Regions from separate parts of the Mus musculus genome. Here region 2 is linked to region 1. Evidence: chromatin contacts called from public HiChIP or PLAC-seq data. All regions are on one chromosome and are shown on one strand. Each heading gives the region's core, a stretch centred on a gene start, on an enhancer-like site or on the middle of the called end of the contact. The rest is flanking DNA. Distances are from core to core; before and after follow the strand shown. Region 1 overlaps Tmco4 (transmembrane and coiled-coil domains 4). Region 2 overlaps Capzb (capping protein (actin filament) muscle Z-line, beta).

Region 1 (7,429 bases), core at 264-2,763:
AGCTCACAATTTGAGGGCATAGCTTATCTCAGTGGAGAAGGCGTGGAGGGGGCAGGGGAAGCCAGTCACACTGCATCCACAGTCAGGAGGCAGACAGATGAAGGCTGGTTGCCTGTCGGTGCTCTCCTTTTTATGACCTCAATCCATGTGCTGCTGCCCACGTAGGGTGAGTTTTCCTTCCTCATGTAACCTGTCTGGGAACACACAGCCATGCCCTGAGTCACTGAGGGTGAGTCATTACACCTCCCACCCACCACGCCCCCGTTCAACGTGATACCCTGACACATAATTTTTAGTGGTACATTCTACCTGCGTCGACTTCAGTGCCTGCAGCCACCTCCTAACGCAATGTGTATTAGTTCATCTTAACAGTCCTAATGCTGTCCAAAAGCCCAAAGCCTTTTCTGAGACTCACGGTGACCTTTTAACTATAAGTCCCTGTAAAACCAAAAGTGTAAGTTGTTTATTCCCGACATCCGAAGGCACAGAGTAGGCAGCCCAATCCAAGAGGAAGGGATGGAGGCAGAGAAGGAACAGAGAACATTTCCTGCAACCCTGAATCTGACATCCGAGCTCTAGGTGGTCCCTCCGCACATGCTGGGCTCCGAGCTCCAGCAGGCTCCAGCAGCCCCACTCCCCAGTTCTGCTGCCTGCACACTTCAATAGGTGTTTGTAATTTTCTGAGGCACGCTTCCCGTGGTCTTGGTTTCTCCGCCCTCTTGGGATCGCCATTGGATTTCATGCCTCACCTTCACAGCTTCGTCCAACGGTCTCTTGAGGCCTCCCTCCTTGCAGGGTCTCTAACTCTGCCACATATTGCCCAGAGTCCTCAACTTTGGTGCAAGCTTCTATGACCTTGTAAGTCATGCATTGTGCACACCTGCTGTCCCCGTTAGGGTTTCTATTGCTGTGGTGAAACACCGTGACCAAAGAGCAAGTTGGGGAGGAAAGGGTTAATTCGGCTTACGCTTCCACACCCTAATTCATCACTGAGGGAAGTCAGGATGGGAACTCAAACAGGGCAGAAACCTGGAAGCAGGAGCTGATGCTGAGGCCACGGAGGGATGCTGCTTACTGGCTTGCTCCTCATGGCTTGCTCAGTCTGCTTTCTTGTAGAACCCAGGACTACCAGCCCATGGATGAGCCTCCCCCATAAATCACTAATTAAAACGCCTTACAGCTGGATGGATATTATACAGGCATTTTCTTAATTGAGGATCCCTCCCCTTAGATGACTTTAACTGGTGTCAAGTTGACATAAAACCAGCCAGCATAACTGCTAAACAGCTGTAGCTGGCCCTGTGCCCCTTAGTGCCTGATCTGGGGAAAGCACTTCCTGGGAAGTTGAGTTCACACAGAGAAAGCGTCATAGCTTACAGTTCTTTTTTTCCAAATACATTTGCATTTTTCACAAGTTGGAGCCTTTTATGGGTGGCTCTCCAGAACAGCCCATTAAGCTCTGGGTACAGGCTTCTAGAATCCTCTAGCCTGCAGCTCAGACTCTTCCACGGGCCTACAATCCACCCTGACGCCACACTGGCAGGGACAGCTGTGGCCCTCCTTGCCACCACATGTTTCTTGCACTGATCGCCTTTCTCATCGCTGTGACCAAGGACACTGTCCTGGCGGACAGACACTGCAGGAAGGTGCTTTTCCGGGGCAGAGGCCCATCCACTGCAGTAAGTAAGAGTGATGTGGGAAACTCAGCTGCATAATTGATGGTAATAGAGGACTGGTTTCCCCTGATTTTGTTTGTCTGTTTATTTTAACTTAAAAATAGACTATCAGGGCTGGAGAGATGGCTCAGAGGTTAAGGGCACTGGCTGCTCTTCCAGAGGTCCTGGGTTCAATTCTTAGCACCCATATTTATAACTGCAGTCTCAGGTAATCCGATACTCTATACCACACGTGGTACACAGACACTCATGCAGGCAAAACACCTACCCACATTATCGCATTAAAAAATAAAGTCTTTAAGAATCTACCAGCTTAAGAAAGAAAGGGTTTATTTTTTAATAATAATAATAATAATAATAATAATAATAATAATAAAAGAAATCAAAAGGAAGGAGCCTGACTGCTCCAAGCATGGTGGAGGAGGTTCATTGTAGGTCTGAGGGAGAGCAGAGTCAGAGGCAGGGACATCTGAGAGAGTCCAGAGTGAACACAACCCTGAGCTGGGCCACATGAGAAGGTGGGGGAGGGGAGGGGAGAGCCAGGAGAGTACAGAGCAGACAAAAGGTCCAGATAGCCAAAATGGCTGAATTATACAGGGAAGGGAGGCTGGGGGAAGGGCAGCCCACCCTGGGCTGGAAAAGTTTAGGGTAGAAGATGGGCAGTGCCAGCCATGCCCATAAGAGGTAAGGGCTGAGAGATGCAGGGAGAACCTGGCAGCCAGGTCTGCTTTGAGATGCTAAATAGGCACCTTGGCCATTTGTCCTGGGTTTGAGATGTAACAATTGTGGCTCATAGTTTCTGGGTGAGATCTATCCTAGAGGGGACAGCATGGGGACAGAAAGCTTTTCTGGTTGTAGTGGGAGGAGCATGAGGCAAGGTCACGTGACACTGGCGGTCAGGAAGCAAGGAAAGGTGGGTGTTCACTCAAGCACTAGCTGGCTCACTCTCTCCTCTCTCCCTTTATTCAGGCTTGCTCCCCAGTCCTTGAGATGTGACTGCTCACATTTAGGGTTGGTCTTCCTTTTCCACCCCTGGGAAGCTTCCAGTAGGTCAAGCTTAGGACCAGGCAGGCACTTAGCGAAGTCCTGTTGAATGAGTTCAGGAGAGACCTGCTGATTTTGTAATGGAGGAAGGCATCTCAGAGATAAGGCTAACCATGCCATCTGCCAAAGTTACTCTGTGAGTGGCAGGGCCCCATTCTGCCCGCGTTAGTTTCCTGGGGCTCCTGTTAGCCACCTGACTTCGCTGTGTCCTCTGTGAAACCCAGAGTCTGAAATGCAGCCAGCAGGATGGTGCTCCCTCTGGAGGCTCTGGCGGGATCCTTCCTGCATCTCCATTCCAGAGCTTTGCTGGAAATTTGGAGTCTTGGCCCCAGCAGGCTCACAAGGTCATCAATAACGGTCTTTGATCCCGGAAGACTACTGTAGGCTCTGGTCCAGAGGATACTTTTAGTCCTTTATTTATATTTTCAGTTGTGGGAGGAGCATGCTACAGGGCATGTATATATTGTGTGCACATGTGAAGGTCGGCTGACAACCTCAGGTGTCGGTCTTCACCTTTCATCTTGTTTGGGACAGGGAGCCTTTGTTATTTCCTGTGTCACTCACCAGGCTAGCCAGCCCACCAGCTTGCAGAGATTCTCCTGTCTCCCCGTCCCGTTTCTCCTTAGTGTCCAACTTTACTTGAGTTCAGGGGATCCGAACTTAGGCTGTCATGCTTGCACAGCAAACATTTTACCCAGTGAGTGAACTTTCCAGCTCGGTGTCCTCTTAAACTGTGTTGTGTGTGCTATGCCAGAAAGCCGGAGACCAGGTAACTCGCAGAGAACAAAGATCAACTTCTTCAAGTTCTGAAAGGCCGGGTCCAATATCAAGGGACCTGCACCTGGCAAGAGCCTTCATGTCAAAGTGTCCGGAGGCAGAAAATGTAAGAGTGAGGGAGGGCAGGAAAGAGAGAAAGAAAGCAGAATGGGGCTGGGACCCACTCTGGCTGTGTCAGCCTTCATCTCTCCAGACTTAATCTACTCTTAAAGGTCCCACCACTTAACGAACAGGCATTAGGACTAAGTTTCCAACTTGCTTTTGATGTGCATATTTAACCCAGAGCTGATAGTATAATCCCAGTGACTAGAAAGACATTGTGTGTTGAGCACGCACTCTGTACCAAGCTTGGACCTAGGGGCTCATGTGGCCACCTGACTCCCCTGCCCCCAGTAAAGCACTTCAGACACATGCCTCAGTTTGCAGACCTGAGTCTCAGGAGGTCTCAGGTCAATTTGGATGATCTCATGTCACCAGGAGAGACCAAAGTCAAGAAAGGGAAGGGAGCCTTCTAGGAGAAGGACAGTGAAAAGTTGGCTCACAACCAACACCAGGTCTCCAGCCTCTTAGGCCACCGCTTTCTCCCGTTGCCTCTCCACTGGGTAGACGGGCCTGACTTGGCCTTGCTCCTCCATCTGCCTCAGTTTCCTTTCTCACCAGAAAGCCATGTGACTACTCCTCATTTCATCAGCAAACTTCAAACCACCATGAGCACATGGGGGCACCAACATACACCACCACACTATGGGCAACCTTGGCACAGGCTCTGACAGGATCAGTGCGTGGGTTTCAAATGGCTTCCTTCTCTCTTAGGGGCATCTTTGAATGTAGTGTCTCAACCAGCACTGCTTTTGTGTTTGTATTAAGAAAACCCACCACTTACTAAGCACCCTTACTAAGGTGGATGGATGGATGGGTGGATGGGTGGATGGATGGATGGATGGATGGATGGATGGATGGATGGATGGATGGATGGATGGATGGGTGGGTGGGTGGGTGGATGGGTGGGTGGGTGGATGGATGGATGGATGGATGGATGGATGGATGGTGAATAGGAAGAAAGAGGGAATAGAGGAATGATAGGCAGATGGTCTTTCTTCAGAAAACTCACCCAATCAGAGCTGGGCAGACACTTTGAGCATCCTTCTCCTCCAGAGGCTGGCTGCAGTTGCCCAGCAGGGAGACTAAATTGCCCCCTGTGTTGGGCAGGATGAGCACCCATGCAATCCTCCCAGGAAGTCACCATGGAAGGCCACATTTCTCAGAACTTCCTGGAAGACTGACCTATATTGACATTCTGGGGATGATAGTTACAAAGCAATCCCATATTGGCAACAGGGTGGGCTGCCAATCATTTCCTTTATGCTATAGCAACCCACAATCTATTTGCCCACACAACTGTGAAAACCAGCCATGCAGCACATGTAAACCACCCTGTGCTGGCAGCTCTCACAGCTGGCTCTGTGGAAGTCTGGGGCAGCGGATCCTCTGTGGAAGGGTGTCCTGCCTGCTGCGGGATTTCAGGCAGCCTCCCTGACCGCCATATGTTATATGTCAATAGCATATCTCATGTGACAACCAACAGTGTCTCCAGGGCTGGAGAGAGAGCTCACTCAGCCAAGTGCTCACTGTATAAGTGTGAGGCTCTGTGTTCAGATCCTCAGCACCCAGGGAAGCCAAGCACAGCTGTAATCCTCTATAACTCTGACACTGGGGACATGGAGACAGGCAGAGCCTTGGAGCTCATTGGCCAGCCAGCCTGGCCAAGTCAGTGAGCTTTGGGTCCAGTGACAGGACCACTGAGGGAGACAGCCAAGGCTGACCTCTGACCTCATACGTGTGTTTCTGTATCCACCCCCACACTAATAGCAGTGCAAAATCAAATTGTTGCTATCTCAGGTGAGACCTGTTTATTTGCTCTCAGTAATCCTTATAAGTCATTCAAGCTGCTCTTTGGGCCCTTTATATAGATTGTGAGTTATCGCCTAGTATGTTACCTCATATAGTAGTGTGTATTGTTATCCCCACTTACAGGGAAGAAATCGCAGCCCCAGAAGTGAAACAGGTAGGCCAGGGTTGTATTTCAAAGTTCCACCTAAGGTAGCGTGGACTTTGGTGTGAACTCTGAATCAGGGCCAGGGCAGCTGAACCCTGAGTTTTGCCCTATGCACTCTCTGTGACTCTTACGCACCCCCTGCGGATCGATACAAAGCCAGGGTCCCAGGCACGTGCACACACTAGAGCCGAAGCAGTGTGTGCCTCACACTCTTCTTCCTGAGGGAAGTCCTCCTGGAGAGACTGCACCCCTGTCCCCTAAGAATCAGAGCTCTGGGGAATGAGGCTAGCCTGGCTGAAATGTTCCTCCTGGGACCCAATTGCTGAGTTCCCTGGCTGTGTCCTTGAGATACAGGCCATTGATGGTTAATTTTGCAGCATCCGGCAAATAAGTGCTGAAGTGTTGCTGTGAGCACTGGCCTGGCTCCGGGCACAGTTCCTGTAGCAGAACTCGCTGGGTGCCTGCTGGATGCCTGGCTCCCAGCTCAGGGCTTCCTTTCCAAGCACACAATCCTTGGTGGAAGCCACACAATCCCTTAGGAGACAGATGCAATGATTGTCCTCACGTTACAAGAGAGGACAATATGGGTTGGCGGACATGATAACCTGTCTGCGGCCACATAGCTGGAAGCCAGGTGGTGGAGTTCTAGTCCCAAAGCATCATCCACAGCCCACTCACGACTGCTGTGCCGCCTCCAGTGACATAGGCATGTATATGTGCAGGCACGTGGCTGGCATTGTGTCTGAGGAGGCAGCTCTGGGGACAGCCTCTGAAGTAGATCTCTGCGCCCTCTGCCCCGGCCACAGGTAATTCAAGGCTGGGCCTGAAGCATAATGTGACTTCTCTTTCATTGATTTTTCATTAGAGAAAGAGCAGGGATAAATAAGGAATGTTCCAGGAAATTAATTATCAGGGGCACTGGTGGACAGGGAGGTAGCAGCACAATGGGTAGGCTGGTGGATACATTATGTGGCCTGTGAGGACTCGGGGGGTGTGTGTGTGTGTGTGTGTGTGTGTGTGTGTGTGTGTGTGTGTGTGTGTGTGTGTGTGTGTGTTAAAGCACGCAGCTCTTGCAGAGCAGCAGGCAGCTCCCAGCCTTGCCCCCAGCCCCAGCTCAGAGGGCAGCCGTTACCATGACTTATTAAAGAGGATGTGCACGTGTGCCTCGGTCTTGGCAGAACCATCTTACAACTGGTAGGATGACCATGACATCATGAAGAGTAATTTTAGGGACAGTCCAGCAGTGCACGGGTGTAATCCAGCACTCAGGATACAGCTGGGGTGGGGGAGTGGCGACTGAGAATGTGAGACCAGCCTGGGCTACAGAGAAGCCTTCACCTTTAAACAAAACAAAACAGAGCAATACTAAAAAGAGTCTTTGTGCACTTCGTGCATCTAGTGCTGGCTGGACTCACAGTGTCCTCCTGGTACAGCTCAATAGTGCCAAGTGTCAAGCATTTCTGGGACTGGTGTAGAACATTTGCCTAGCATGCCCAAGACCCTGAGCTCTATCCTGGTGTACCTGCGCGCGCACACACACACACACACACACACACACACACACACACACACACACCACAGTTGGGCTCACGAGCATGGGCCACTTCTCTCCCAAGTTGTTAAGAGTCCTGGGCATGTGACCCAGCCCAGTGCTGTTCTCTCTGACATGATGGTGTGAGTCGCCATGGCTGCCTCCTCGGGAAGCTGAGAGGGTTTGAGAAGGCAGGGTAGAACAGAAGTGCAGTTTAGAATGTGGCTCCGTTGGTAGGGGAGAGCTGAAACTTCTGGATTAGTGTGGTTACGAGTCATAGGTTAGTTGGTTGGATTCTCTTTCCATTTATTTACTGCAGACGGAGTGCGGCGTCTGTGTGAAGGG
Region 2 (7,256 bases), core at 257-2,756, 200 kb after region 1:
CACTGTCACTCTTCCCTAATGATAAGGGAGACAGTATTCACGGTCAGTGCAGGCTCATAAGCACAAGCTGTAGAGGAAGTGGAAGGAAACACTGCGGCTTGAGCTGGGACCCACGCTCTTGGCTTCTCAAGTGTTCTTGGTCCAGTGGAGTACAGTGTGTGTGTTTCCAGCCTGCAGCCTGAGGTGCGACCTTGGGATATGGTGGACATCCACCGCTGTCACTGGCCCAGCCTGTTTTTGTTCAAGGAGTATCTGAAGCTCAAACAGTCAAGTGAATGGTGTGATGCAGGTCTGTAGCTTAGCCCTATGTGAGACTGTGGATGTCTCAGAATATTGACCTCAGGTATAGGGGCTTGGCTCAGGTCCGCCTGTGAGGGCTGGGCATGCAAGCCTGTAAGAGTCTAGTGCACGTTCATTGGCTCTAGGATCAGCTAGTGTAATGCTGTTTTAGGCAGCCACAGACTAACGTTTCAGTGTAAGGAGGTGGAGATATTTATGGGGTTCTAGCCACGTGCCATCCACTCTGCCAGAAGCTGTTGATTTTCGTCTTGCAAAGGCTTGATGAGGAAGGTTGAGCCGTGGACCACAGACACCAGGGTATAAGAAGCTAGACTTAGAGCTAGACATAGTGGTGCACTCCTTTAAAAGTCCCAGTGCTTGGGAGACAGAAGCAGGCAGATCTCTATGAACCCAAGGCCTTTCTGCTGTACATAGCAGGGCTCCAGGCCGGCTGGGATACAGAGCGAGATCCTGAATCAGAAATCACTCCCCCTCTCTAAAAAAAAAGAGAGAGAGAGAGAGAAAAGTCAGATTGGAATGCAGTGTCCTTATGGGTGGAGTCCCCTTTGAGTGATAGGGCAGGGACCGGCAACAGAATGCCAGATTGCTTGTTCCACAGAACCTTATCCCCTGTACCGCCTGGTGCTCAGGAATTGTTGCATAGCCCTGAGGAAGCAGCAGGTAGTGAGAGCTGAGGTGCTTGGCTCTTCCTTGCTGCCTTCAGAGTGGGGCGTGTCTGGGTGGAGTCCTGATTGCCTTTCTGTGTGACCTAAGTGAGCGCCTCTCCTTCCTTCCCCTCAGTTCCTTGCTGTACAGCGTGAGGAGAACATTTCATAGGGACACCAGGAAAAGGAAATGTTTTTAAATTTATCTTCTGTGTGTGTGGTGGACAGAGGATAACTTTGGGAAGTTGGTTCTCTTCTTCCATCGTTGGCCCAGAAATGGCATTTTTAATACACTTGGCACACAGAAAGTTGGGGCTATAGCTACTCTGTGTCATATTTTGTATACCCAACTGTATGTAACATAAATGGAAGCCACAGTTCCTGTCCTCTCACCTTGGAGAGCAGGAAAGGTGTGTTCATGAAGTCTCGTAAGCTGACAGGGGAAAGTTGTGGGGAAGAGCTCTGGAGGCCATGTGTGCAAGCTAGTCAGGTGTTCCACCTCTTCCTGGAAGCCCTGCAACCTTCCAGTCCTCCGTCAGCCTGGGGGCTGGGCCTGAAGCCCAGGAAGACCTTGCCCAGTCAAAGAGGAAGGGGAGGCTCGGGTGGAGCACCATCTGCTGGGGAGTCCACTGTACCAAGTCCAAGGTCATTGTGACGTCAGTGGGGTGGGTTTGAGAACCACTGCGTAGACATGGAGAGGAAGTGTTTGCTGCCAGATGCCAGTCGCTAAGCTCAGGAGTTTGCATTTGGTCTGGACAGTGTGGAGCCAGTGACATTTCTCACAGGGCAGGTGGAAATTTGAGCAGGCTGATGGAGCAGTGGTATTTTAGCACGAGTCCTCTAGCCGTGCTGTGTAGAGAGGGCCTTGCTGATGGAAGAGGGAGGAAAGGGGGATGCATTTGTAGGTATCACCTGAGAGGTGCCAGGGCCTGGCCAGGCTGGCTGTGGTCTGGGAAGGAAGGTGTGGTGGAGAAAGGCAGATAGGCATAATGAGCTGGAGAGATCTGCCATCTGGTTGACAGGTACATCTGCCCCCACCCCCCATCGTCTTACAGGCCTTCTGATTGGGTGATTTGTCATTGACAAAACAGCTATTTTGATCAGTTAAATCCTAGATAATGGGACCCATAGAGCCTTGATAGATGGTTGACACTGAGTGGGCATTCTGCACAGTTAGCCCAGTGACAGCCATCTTGGGCCTGCTGGTGGCACTTGCCATTTAGCCCAATGTGCTGTAGCTTGTAGGCACATCAGTGCCTGAGACCTGGAGTGGCTATGTAAGCAGCAGGAGCTGCTGTTAATGGGCGGCTTTGATATCCCATGCAGTGATACGAGACAGACCCACATTACTCTTATGGTACAGATGAGGAAACCAGGCCTGTCTAGGCTGCCCCGCTGCCTGTAGTCGTTCTTCTTTTTTTCTTCATAAGGATTATTTATTTTATTTGTATGAGTGTTTTGCCTGCAAGTGTGTCTGTGTACCACATGCATGCCTAGTACCTGTGGAAGTCAGAAGAGAGCGTCGGCTCTGGAACTGGAGTTATGGGTCCACCAAGTGGGTGTGGGGGAACGGAACCTGGGTCCTCCGCAAGAGGAAGTAGTGCTCTTAACTGCTGAGCCATCTCTCCAACCTCCCCACCCCTAGGCATTTTCCTTGTTATTTATTCTGTGGACAGCTATTACAACTTGTGGGTGAACTAGAGACACCAGAGAAGCAGGGTGATGGTAGGTGCGTGGTGACGCAGGCAGCAGCCTCACCGGAAGTCCTTCTGCTGTGCTTCCCGCTGCTGCCACCCTGCTTCCAACAGCTCGACCTTCTCTGTGCTCTTTTGCAGTCCTCTAATCCTGTTTGGTCCAAATCAGTGGTCTAGTAGTTACCATCCTCCAGCCAGGGTGGTTACTGCCCGTGGCCTTGCTGTGAAGAGGTTATCATGGGGATTGCCTGAGCATGTATGGAAACTGTAGGCAGTGCCTGGCGTGGTTAACATGTGAGAGGCATGTTGGCTGCTGTTAAAGGTTATTTTAATTCCCACGAGTAGTTTATGGCTGGCTATTCATGTACCCTCCCAGCTGGCCTGGGAGGCAGCATTGGCCCTTAGGAGACTGCTGTAGTTGGAGTCCCTACCCCAAAGCTGGCAGCCTTAGGGACCAGCCCAGGTAAACTCCAGCCTGGTGAGAACTCCAGTCTAGTGCTGCTGGCCTCAGAGTTCTTACCACAGTGTGGGAGCTGTTGGGTGTTCCCCCCGCCTCTGACCCTGAACTTCTGCTTCAACTGCTCCCAGAAGCTTCCTCTTCTCATGCTGAACTCACCATCGTCTTCTCCGAAACCGTTATCGGACTGGCTGCCACTGGTGCTCCTACATAGAAAACAGCGCGGGATTCTATTTGCCAGAGGAACCATCTCTAACTTGAAATACACCCCGTGCCTCATGGCTAGGCTCTTCTCACCAGGCCTTCTCAGCTTAGGGACCACAAAGCTGGCATATGTAGTAGGTTCTTGACCAAAATGCTACTAGGATGTGTGGTTGTGGTCAAACTGTGAAAGATACCTTTGCCTGTACTAGCTCAGCCAGTGCAAATGGCTCAGAAGCAGCTTCCTTCCCTGGTTAACACCAGGGGACTTTTCCTGGGAGCTGTGAATGGCAGAAGGGGTTCAGGTCAGGCTTGCTCATGTTGTCCTATTGCTCAGGGTTTCTCTGCTGGTGGCTTGGACCTTACTGGGCTTTCTCTGGTTTTATATATTCACTTTCCTTCTCTGTTGTAGTGTGTACTACTGAATTGGAGAGGAGCATGTATCTGCCCACCCTGTGGTGCCATCTCGCCCTAGCAGGTTGACCTCTCAGGGAGCCACCCCAGAATTTCTCCCTGTGCAACGTGGGTGTGCTTTTTTTTTTTTTGTCTGCACCTCTAGCTGCCTGGTGACCTCACCTAGGCTTGGGGTGCAGGTTGCTATATAGATAGAATGCCTTTGAGCTTCTCATCTTCCTGCCTCCATTTCTAAAGTACTAGGATTAAAGGTGTGTACCGTCACACCCAGCCTCTGTTGAGGATGGGGTGTGTGTGTTTGTGTGTGTGTGTCTAGATCAGAGACAACTTCTTCTACCTTTGTATGAATTCCAGGGATTGAAGTCAGTTTGAAGGGTTTATATGGCAAGTACCTTCCATACATGCTAACCCATCTCTCTGGTCACTGTTGAGGATTTCTGCTGTGAGCTTTCTCAGTGTGTACCCTTCGCCCCTCTGGCGAAGTCTCATCAGTCATGAGCATTTTCATAGGCATGCACTGTAAATTGTTGTTTCTGGCTGTCCTCTGATTTGAGGTGACAGCTTTGGGCTTTGAGGTGTGCAGTGAGGGGTCCTAGAATTGGAGGTCATCAGGAAACTGCATGGTTGATTATGTACCCACTCCTAGAGCTCCTGTTAGTCACAAGTGTCCCTTTCCTTCTGCCAGGGGGTGCCCACAATCTTGATATCTGGTTCTGTCAACCCCAGTCCTAGAACCATTTCCTCCTGTTGCAGATAAAGAAATGAAAGCTCAGGGAGAATGGTAACTCGCATAGGGCCCCAGTGAAGCACGAGCAGTTACCATGGACTCCAGGCCCATCCTTCTCAAAAGCTTCTGGCAGTCGGATTCTTCCAGGATGGTTATCTCATAGATGAGCAATGTATAGATGAGACACTGAAGCCTCAGTAAGTCTGCCACAGTGACTGAGAAAGTCTGAATTTAGATAAGTAGGAGGTAGTTGTATTTTGGGTCAGATTGTTGAAGTAACAGCTTTTAGGCTAGAGGGACCCTGCAGTGTGGTCTCTAGAAAGGAGCCTTCTAGCCCGGAAGCATTGGTGGAACTTCCCCCTCCACTAGCAGGACCTGACTCAGCAATGGAACAGGTCTTTTTGTGGGAATACCAGCATCCATGGCTTCTAGAGTGACAAAAAAGCCAGGGGCAGGTTGGGCCTTCATGACAGTGCCTGTTGGGAACTGTTGGTGTGGAAGCCCTAAGCCCTGCAGGGTTCCTTTATCTCTTTCCCTGTGATTCACATCCCAAGCCTTGGGCACTTGGTGCCCCATTGACCGTTCTTAGGCTGCCTGCTAAGTTTGTTTATTATTTTGGGGAGGGAATCAGTAAATCCCCTTGCTCCTGTGTGAGTGCTGCAGTGGTGTCCCTTTGTCTGTCCCTGGCGTGTGCTGTGGCTCCATCGGGGTTTGTGGAATGATTGACCTGCCTGTTTGTTCTTCATGATGTGAGCAGCTTCCCTATCCTCGGATAAACCACGTGACACTGCCATGTTTGGGTAGGTAAAAATTGATAGGTATCAATATCAATGTCTGTGTGATGAGAGAGTAGGGCAGTTTGAGTGGGAGACCTGCAGTATCCAGTTTTGTGTGTGTGTGTCTTTCTCTCTTCCGCTCTCTCTACCTTCCTCTTTCCCTCTAACCACCCACTTTGTTGTTGTGTTTGTTTGCTTTGAGAAAGGGTTTATTTCTCTGTGAAACAGTCATGGCTGTCCTAGACTAGTGAGTAGACTAGGCTCGAACTCACAGAGATTTGCCTGCCTCTGCCTCCCGAGCACTGGGATTAAAGGCCTGGGCCACTGCCCAGACCCTTTGGATTACTCACTCTCTCTCTGTCTCTGTCTCTCTGTCTCTCTCTCTGTCTCTCTCTCTCTGTCTCTCTCTCTAAAGATTTATTTACTTATTTTATGTATATGAGTTCGCTGTAGCTGTACAGATGGTTGTGAGCCTTCAATGTGGTTTTTGGGAATTGAATTTTGTAGGACCTTGCTCGCTCCGGCCCAAAGATTTATTTATTATAAATTAGTACACTGTAGCTGTCTTCAGACGCGCAAGAAGAGGGCGCAAGATCTCATTTGGGTGGTTGTGAGCCACCATGTGGTTGCTGGGATTTGAACTCAGGACCTTCGGAAGAGCAGTCAGTGCTCTTAACCGCGGAGCCATCTTGCCAGCTCTCTTTGGATCTCTTAAACCCAACTTTCACGAGGCTAAACCAGCCAGAGTCAAGGTCTTGATGGGGAAAGGAAGAGCCGAGCAGGGATTGTCAGGTCAGGTCAGCTCACTCTTGATTTCAAAGGCTGGCAGTGTGCCCCTGGGAGAACCACTCGGGATCCTGATAGCAGCCAGTGGTGTGATGGATGGTGAGCATGGGGCCTTTAGTTACAGGAGTTGCCTGCCGTTCTTGGCATTTCCTATTGATCCCAGGCAGTCTGGATTCCCGAGTCCAAGGCTGTGAAAGGGCACGCTCGAGGTGGAAGACCAGGATGAAGTCCTTGTCATCTTCTTGTCTCTGAAATGGTGAGAATAAAACTTGCTATTTTCCCTGGTGTAATAGTGCATATCTTTGATCTCAGTATCTCGGAGACAGGCAGGAGGAGACAGGCAGGAGGATCGCTGAATTCCAGGCCATCCAGGGTCACATGAGACTCTGACTCAAAACAAACTAACTACCACCACCGAAAATACCTCCACTAAAACCCTACAACAATAAAGGAGCTATTTCTCTCCAGGTCTGTAGCTCAGTGGGAGAGTGCTTGTCTAGGGTAAGTGCCCTCTCTGCGTTCAGTCCCCAGCACTCAGGAACAACTCGGGGGTGGGGGGGGTGGGGGGGGGCTATTCCCAAGGGGAGCACTAGGCTAGCCTCTGTGTCATTACCATTTCTTGCCACACTTGTACTTGCAGATATGGAAGATCACACAAGAGCGAGGTGGTCTGAACATAACATATATGTCCATGTGTATTTTATCTAATGTGTAAACCCTTACCTTGTCTGCTTGGGCATTTATCATTGTCTATGGTGAGAATGTTCAGAATTCTTCCTTCTAGCTTTGTTGTTCTTGAGACAGAGGCTTGGCAGAGGCTCAGGTTGACCAGGCTGATCTCAAACTTCCTGTGTAGTCACAGATGACTCAAAACTTCTAAGTCCCCATTTAGCATTTTAGGCATATGCTACCGTGCCTGGTTCAGTGTGGTGCTGGGGAGCCAATGCAGGACTTCCTGCATATTGGTCAGGTACTCTACCAGCTGAACCACATCCCAGCACCACAGGAAATAATTGTTGCAATTATAGATCACTAGTTGCTAGGTCCCCAGGAGGGGTCCTCCCATTGTGTGACGAATTGGCAGAATGCAGACAGAACTAAGGCTAACTTCAGGTCCTGCACTATTTCTGTTAGATTTTAATTTATAGAAAATTTAAAATGGTCTTCTGTAGCCATGACTAGCATTGAATTTGCTCTGTATCCAGCAATGGTCTTGAATGCCTGCTCTTCTTTCCTCTGCCTCCCAGTTGCTGGGTG

What was found. HiChIP or PLAC-seq counts read pairs in DNA pulled down with a chosen protein or histone mark.
Region 2: an H3K27ac HiChIP or PLAC-seq map of embryonic stem cells shows a contact between it and region 1, with 5 read pairs. The contact joins two enhancer-like sites. A contact is called at or near these places in 3 of 115 datasets of contacts at active chromatin or transcription factors (embryonic stem cells and pancreatic cancer cells).

Annotation. Positions count from the first base shown.
Region 1 is chr4:138,998,673-139,006,101 of GRCm38.p6, forward strand. The region is part of intron 7 of Tmco4 (transmembrane and coiled-coil domains 4); the gene reads left to right. Among named protein-coding and RNA genes, the nearest start is that of Gm33214, 17 kb to the right of the region's middle. Within about 2 kb of position 1,514, at least 12 of the 459 cell types and tissues checked have an H3K27ac peak or open chromatin away from gene starts, as enhancers often do. A contact at or near this core is called in embryonic stem cells, where this site is marked.
Region 2 is chr4:139,196,660-139,203,915 of GRCm38.p6, forward strand. All of the region lies in intron 1 of Capzb (capping protein (actin filament) muscle Z-line, beta), which reads left to right. Among named protein-coding and RNA genes, the nearest start is that of Capzb, 7.4 kb to the left of the region's middle. Within about 2 kb of position 1,507, at least 144 of the 459 cell types and tissues checked have an H3K27ac peak or open chromatin away from gene starts, as enhancers often do. A contact at or near this core is called in embryonic stem cells, where this site is marked.